2 separate regions of the Bactrocera dorsalis genome follow, and region 1 is linked to region 2. Evidence: chromatin contacts called from public Hi-C data. All regions are on one chromosome and are shown on one strand. Each heading gives the region's core, a stretch centred on a gene start, on an enhancer-like site or on the middle of the called end of the contact. The rest is flanking DNA. Distances are from core to core; before and after follow the strand shown. Region 1 holds the start of LOC105230156 (zinc finger protein jing). Region 2 overlaps LOC105230156 (zinc finger protein jing).

What was found. A called contact is a pair of places that touch in the nucleus more often than the background predicts.
Region 1: a Hi-C map of whole body shows a contact between it and region 2, with 3 times the contacts expected there. The contact joins the promoter of LOC105230156 here to the enhancer-like site in region 2. A contact is called at or near these places in 2 of 2 Hi-C or Micro-C datasets (both in whole body).

Annotation. Positions count from the first base shown.
Region 1 is chr3:2,875,238-2,878,763 of ASM2337382v1, reverse strand. It overlaps LOC105230156 (zinc finger protein jing), which reads left to right and starts at 1,882. Exons shown (of 8, transcript XM_049452273.1): 1 at 1,882-2,215. It overlaps LOC105230153 (phospholipase D2), which reads left to right. Exons shown (of 10, transcript XM_019991717.3): 10 at 1-499. The coding sequence ends at 12.
Region 2 is chr3:2,833,067-2,836,222 of ASM2337382v1, reverse strand. All of the region lies in intron 2 of LOC105230156 (zinc finger protein jing), which reads left to right. Among protein-coding and RNA genes, the nearest start is that of LOC105230156, 42 kb to the left of the region's middle. Within about 2 kb of position 1,397, the one cell type or tissue checked has open chromatin away from gene starts, as enhancers often do.

The DNA.
Region 1 (3,526 bases), core at 633-3,132, 42 kb before region 2:
GTGTGGACGTAGTCTCAGACCTGCATTTACGCTGTTAAAAATTTGCTACAATGTATTTATTACTACTATTACTATAATTTTAATTATTATTATAATTTTAATTATTATTATTATAATTTTAATTATTATTATTATAATTTTAATTATTATTATTATTATCACTTCCATTATAATTTTTATTATTCTAATATTATTATGATTACCATAACTATAATTAAGAAGCGTAAAAATTGAAAAGTTTAAAGTGCTTTATTAGCATGTAAGTGTAGGGTAAGCTTAGCTTAGCTTTGTTGACTTTATTATTTTAACATTTCAATAGACAATAGATCTGCAATTTTGATTTAGACTATAATTTAGCGATTACACCTATTTTTCGACAGTATTTTAGTTTCGAAGATATTTTACGAACGTCTTTTCCACTGTATACTACTTGTCATAGATTTTAATAAACTATTTTTAATAGAAAATCAAAATAAAATCTATAAGATATGTCACAGAACCTTGTATTTTCGTTTGTGGTTTGTTGATTGAAAATGGAGTTGCTGGAACACCAGATTGAAGGCTCCCGTGTGGTAACCAAAACAATGTAATCCAGTAAACCAGTGGATTTGATAAAATGTCTGATTTTTTTTCAACTCAACTGACAAATACAAGTGTCTTTTATTTCAAAATAGAGTGCTGTAGAAGATCCTGTCTCCAAGGGCTGAAGGCAAATGCTCAAAAAGCTGCTCATTCATGAGAACCATCGAAATCAGATCGTTATAGCTTATTGCTGCCATAGAAGTTGCCCGATCACTAAGTAAGTTCTTGTGTGTCAAAATATTATACTCGAAAAAACATCTTCACGAAATTTGCCATGGAAAACATTTTCAATTTTGAAGGATATTATAACTAGTTTCGATATAATCTGAGTTAACGTTTTTTCTTGTATAATACCGTCAATCAAGATCGTATTTAGGAGCCTTAAGAATACTGAATGATGTCCTTATATCCCTATATTATAGCGATTTCGGATAAATCAGCTGCAGATGAAGAATTAATTCACAAGTTGGTGGCAAGTCGTATTTTAAGTGAACTTCGGTCGCATGACATTGATCTTAAGTTGTTCAATCGGTTCTGGACTCATTTCCGACTAAGAATTGTTCCCTCACATTCCAAAGAACGCTTTAGAAAATGGCGTATGTAGCTATAATATTGAAAGAACCTACTTCAATACTTCCAATAACAGCAATATCAAGAATATATCTCGCTGTTGGTCACTTTCTTCTACTCCAGCAACGTTACAAATCCTTTTCCTTTAATAAAAACTGTTTTCACTGTACACCACAGTTAAAATCTAAAACAATTCAACAACTTCGCTCATTACAAATAATTAAAAAGAAACAGGGGGATCATCAAAATTAAAATTTAAGCTGTAAGCTCACACACAGATGGCGCTAAATAATATGCGGAACCCGAATAACTTGTCAACATTGCCATTTCCACTTTGCATAAAACTTACTCAAAATTTCATTAAACCAGAAAGCAGCATTAATACAGTGCAAAGTAAACACAGAGAACGAAGAGCATAAGTGCTACGCTCATCAAAACAATTGGCAACGAGTAAGCAAAAGCAAAACAAAATAAATAAACAAAAAACAACTGCAAACACACTGAGGCGTGCAAACAAGTATGCGCAGAGAGCGATAACAACAACAGAGCTTTGCACTAGAAGCAAGAAGAAGCTAAAAGTCAAAAGCAAATATACAACCGGCCAGAAGCGTTCACGCTACCAAAATCGCACGAGAGCACATCGCCAAATGTCAACGAATGCAACGATAACACAGCGACGTCGGCAGTAGAGAGATTGCAATAGCAGCGCTGCCAGCATTGTAACATTGCAAAAGCGCGGTTGGCTGGGTCAGTTCGTTGTCTCGTTTCGTGTGGTTAGGAGTCGAGTTGAATCGAATGGCATTGGCAAGCACCGAACAGAGTGTTGTGTGCGAATTTGTACGGATTAATTCATAGAATAAAGTGTATTGTTTAATTAAATGGTGCAGTCAATGGAAAAACAGAAAGTTTGTGGAAAAATTGAAGTTGATGCAAGGCAAAATGTTGTGCGAAAGTTGTGTGCGGGCGTGAAAGCGAAATGAAGTGCAAGTGAATTAGCGAACAGCGAGTGCTGCGAGGAAAGAGAAGTTGGTGGAGCGAGCAGAAGTGGAGTGCGACGAACAAGGTAATGTTTAAGAATTTCGGTAGCTTGTGTTGGCATTTAGTTTTAGATTGTAGTAAGTAGCTGGATATTTTTGGTGCTTTGGTGGCATTCTCAAATGAACACAGTGCTTTTGTGATATGATTGAAGTGATTAGATGAAGGCTTGGTGATTGGCGGTAATCAATATTGCTGTGTTTAAGTTTAAGCAATAAAAGTTGCTAATAAAATTATAAACAACTAACAAATTATGAACAAAAAGTGGTTTAGTTCAAGCGTGTAAATGCTTAGCTTTTAAGCGAGTAAACCGCCGAAAAGTTAGAAAACTCTATATGTAAGCAACTAAAAACATACACACTTACAATACGCACGCACACACATACATATGTGGAGGAATGTAAATACTTAAATTACTGACCTGCAGCGACGAAAAACTTCCTTGCTGGTATACATAAAAGTTCGCGTGTTACTATCAAAATAAGCATCCTTGTTTTTGTTATTGTGACTTTTGCTCGCTACATGCTGCACATTCTCGCTGTGCTCGGTATACTTGTGGCATGCATGCAAGTTGTTGTTCTGCTTTATGTCGTTGCACTGCCATGCTTGTAAGTTAAAAAATACAATAAAGACAACGACAACAGCAACTAAAATGCGGATGACATAGGAAGTGAAACGTTAGTACGAAGCTCAGCGCAGGCATAATATAAAAACAACAAATAAGCGAATGCCAATAAGTAAGGCAATGACAGTGAAATGTGTTTGGTTGGCAAGTTAGTTCCTTAACTTCGTATGCAACACGACAGCAAGCAACCTGCCGCAAAGGAACTGCAATAATACAACAATATACTTATGTATGTGTGTGAGGGCAGTAGTTGCTGACAGCAGAATTAAAGTAACGCAAAACAGCTGAGATGAGGCAAAGCGACTTAAGCGAAAAGGCTATTAGAACAAGCGAAGCCATAAATAAATATGTGTGTACGTAAGGATATGTGTGCAGCGAATGGCAAATAGTTGGTGTAGAAAGAGTGATGCAAAATGCAAGTGAATAAGAAATGTCGTATACAGTCAAAGAAGACCATGCAAAGGGCATGTAGGCAAATATGTGACTTTGTGTTGTATAAGAAAGAAATTTGTATGAATGAATAAAACAAACAAAAACTGCAATTGTTTAAGTGACAGGTAGTTGGACTAACGAAAGGGTCGAAAATTTTATAAACATATATGTAAGTATTTGAAGTAATGATCTGACAATTTATATAAATGTCGCAACGGACAGCCGTTTATTGCAGTCCAGTTTACCTAACCTAAAATAGATGATTGGTCGGACCTGACTTCA
Region 2 (3,156 bases), core at 148-2,647:
CCATAGAACATAATGGGCTTGGTGTCGCAAAGCCAGCGCACTACTTTCGGTGAGAGATCAGTGAGACCGATGAGAAACCAGTTAAAAGCATAAACACAAAAAAATAAAAATAAAATACTACTCAAATTGTGCTGGAGAACGATTTTCAATAATAATAATTTGCAATAATTAATAAAGCATTTCCAGTTAGCCAAAAGCAAATAAAAATTGCCACAAAAAAATTAAGAAATGCTTGAGTAATTGCAATGAGCCCGGAATCTACTGGTGATATTTTTAATTTTTTTTACTTTTAAATATACTTTTATTGCTATTTGTCATATTTTTCATTTTTGTATTTTTAAATATACTTTTATTGTTATTTTTGTTGTTATTATTCAATTATTTGTTCATTAAGCCATGCACACACGCCAACTTTTCGGCTGCTTTATCACTCGTACGGATATTATTTGTTAATTTTATATGCATTGTCGCAATTGTTGCGCATGCAATTAATCAAAAGCAGCAAACGAACAAAGCTCAATGCAATGCCACTCAAAAAAAAACATATGTACACATCATTTACATACATACGAACATTGAGTGCAAACATTTGTGTTAAATGCAATGAAATCATCGCGAAGATCAAAGCGCTTAATATACACATACATATGTATTTATAACTGTATAACTATATCTGTATGTGTGACTGCAACAACACACGCGCATAAATAAATGATTACTGTTACACGCATATCCGCGGCGCGCACAGCTGACTGTGTGTGTTCATGCCGCTGTGAATGACGCGCCAGCGAGGTTATCAGCAACAGTCATTCACTCATGCCGTCGGCGCGCAATCAGCCAGCCGGCCAGCCAGTTCAGCGGTCAATCAGCCGACGATCGGAACTCATTACCAGTTTTCACGGCAAATCATATACATATTTTTGCATTATTTAGTTTTTGTTTTTCAGCTGTCTTCTGCTCAATTTCGTTAGGCCGTTTGCTGAAGCGCATTGAAGCGCGCTCATAAGCAGCGAATGCAGCGCGTCATACGCCGCTGCACCGACTCAGTGACGACTCGTTTAGATGTCAGCTAAGCAAACTGTCAAAATTACACAGTTTATTTGTGGCCTCGTTATCTCAAACAGTTACTTCGGTTATTGGCTTTCTTTTGCTCACTGACAACTCGTTTTCGACTGCACACCGATTTTTTTCCATTTCATTAAAATTATTTTATTAATCAACCGTCGATTTTTTATCGCTTCCTTACGCCGCTCGCTGCTCGCTACTCGTTGCATTGCTGTTTTTTTATTATTATTTTTTTTTTATTAACGCATTTTTGTTGTATTTGCAATGTCAGCAACAAGTTGTGACTAATCAGTAATGACAACCGCAGCGGCTCACAAAAAAAATCAATAACAAAAGCAAACACAGGCAAAAACAACGCACGGAACACGTCTATATAGCGCTACAACAACGCCGAACACGACCACAACACGACAAATGTCAAATGTTTCTATTCAACTCGCTGTCATAAGCCGATTATAATGATGATGTTGCGCTTCCACGGCTGTTTTCTGTCAAATTAGTGGTGTTGAGTTAACAGTTTTTTTTCTCCAATTATTATTTTACCTAATTTGTGAGTTAGGTACTCCAGCTGCACCGAATTGTGGGCTTTATCATCGCCTTTGGTGTTGATTTCGGCGAAAAGACGAACATGTTTTCTGATTTGCTATAAATCAAGGTCATTTTTGCTTACTGGTAGCTAAGTAAATAAAAAAAATATTGATACAATTTAGATGAACACTGAGTCAGCTTCTTGGATACTTTAAGAACTACTCGTTGACATATCTGTCTTTCTACAGTCTTATTTTTGTAGTTGCCGAAAGTTCCCTACAGCGTTTAGGAGGAATGTTGCCGAGTTGATAGTATTTAACCAGATAAAAATTCCGGTCCGTACCGGTTACATATACCCGATTGTCGTGGGAGCGGATATTTTTATACGAAATTGTACTACAACCACGCCTACTTCTCATATAAACGAATTGTAGCTGATTCTTTCACTTTAATAATAATACCCAACGATTACCCTCCCGCGCCCAAACGACGCGAGGGCACAGTCCGCAAACATAAATTTTCATTTTGAAATCAAGAAGCAATGAAAATATTGTGTAAAACTTTTCCCAAATGATGTTTTTAAGCTATGCCATATCTTTTTCAAAATTGGCGAAATCGAATTATAGATGTTTAAGCCCCCTTATAAAGAATATATGGACTTCGGTACTTATGAATACCCCTTTTACCGATAATATCGATCAATACCTGGATATAATAGAAATTCATATATAATCTTCTCCTGATAATAATCTGCCTTTGTTTCACAAGGTTAAAATGGAGTCAAGAATTTGATGGTCCTATACCTATTATAACAGTTTTTGACCTTTTGCTTGACTTTATATTGTATATAACGGACGAAAAATTTTCAGAAGTGTATTGTGATCAGCTGGTCCTCTAGGATAACATATTCTTGGCTTAATTATAGGAATTTTACAGTTGTAAAGCTCGGGATGTGCATTGAAATGCTGCATTGAAGAGAAAACAAAGAATTATGGCATAATAAATTGTGCTGCCAGATGTGTTGGGAGCCCAGACTTTGTTTACCTTTAGCCAAAATAGAAACCCAACGTCAATGGCACCTTGTTGACATTTAGCGTCGTCAATAAGCATTTGGTTTACAATTAACGAAGACAACAACCTAAGATCAATGACCTTTAATTTCGTTTAGTTCATTAATATAAAAGGTTAATGCTAACTCATACAAGTTTGATGACTTGACAAAAGCTTTTGGAGTTTGAATGGGACGTGCTACCACACCCACTATATTTTCCAGACTTCGCACCTTCAATTTTTTTTTTTGGATGGGGGAAACTTCACCTCATATCAGAACGTCAAAAGCCATTCGTAACAAAACCAAAACTGAATGCTATCAGTCCAGACCTTTCGCTACCCATTATACACTATATATAGTGATTTCCGACTCTCCAGGTTACTTTGAATAGAATGGGTGCTATTTTAATGGAATATGAAAAAGATCGACAAATTTTTCTCAAATATGAGAAAGGATATGATTGCTTCAGATCTTGTTCTGAACCGCATAACCTTCACACAATGATTTGCGAT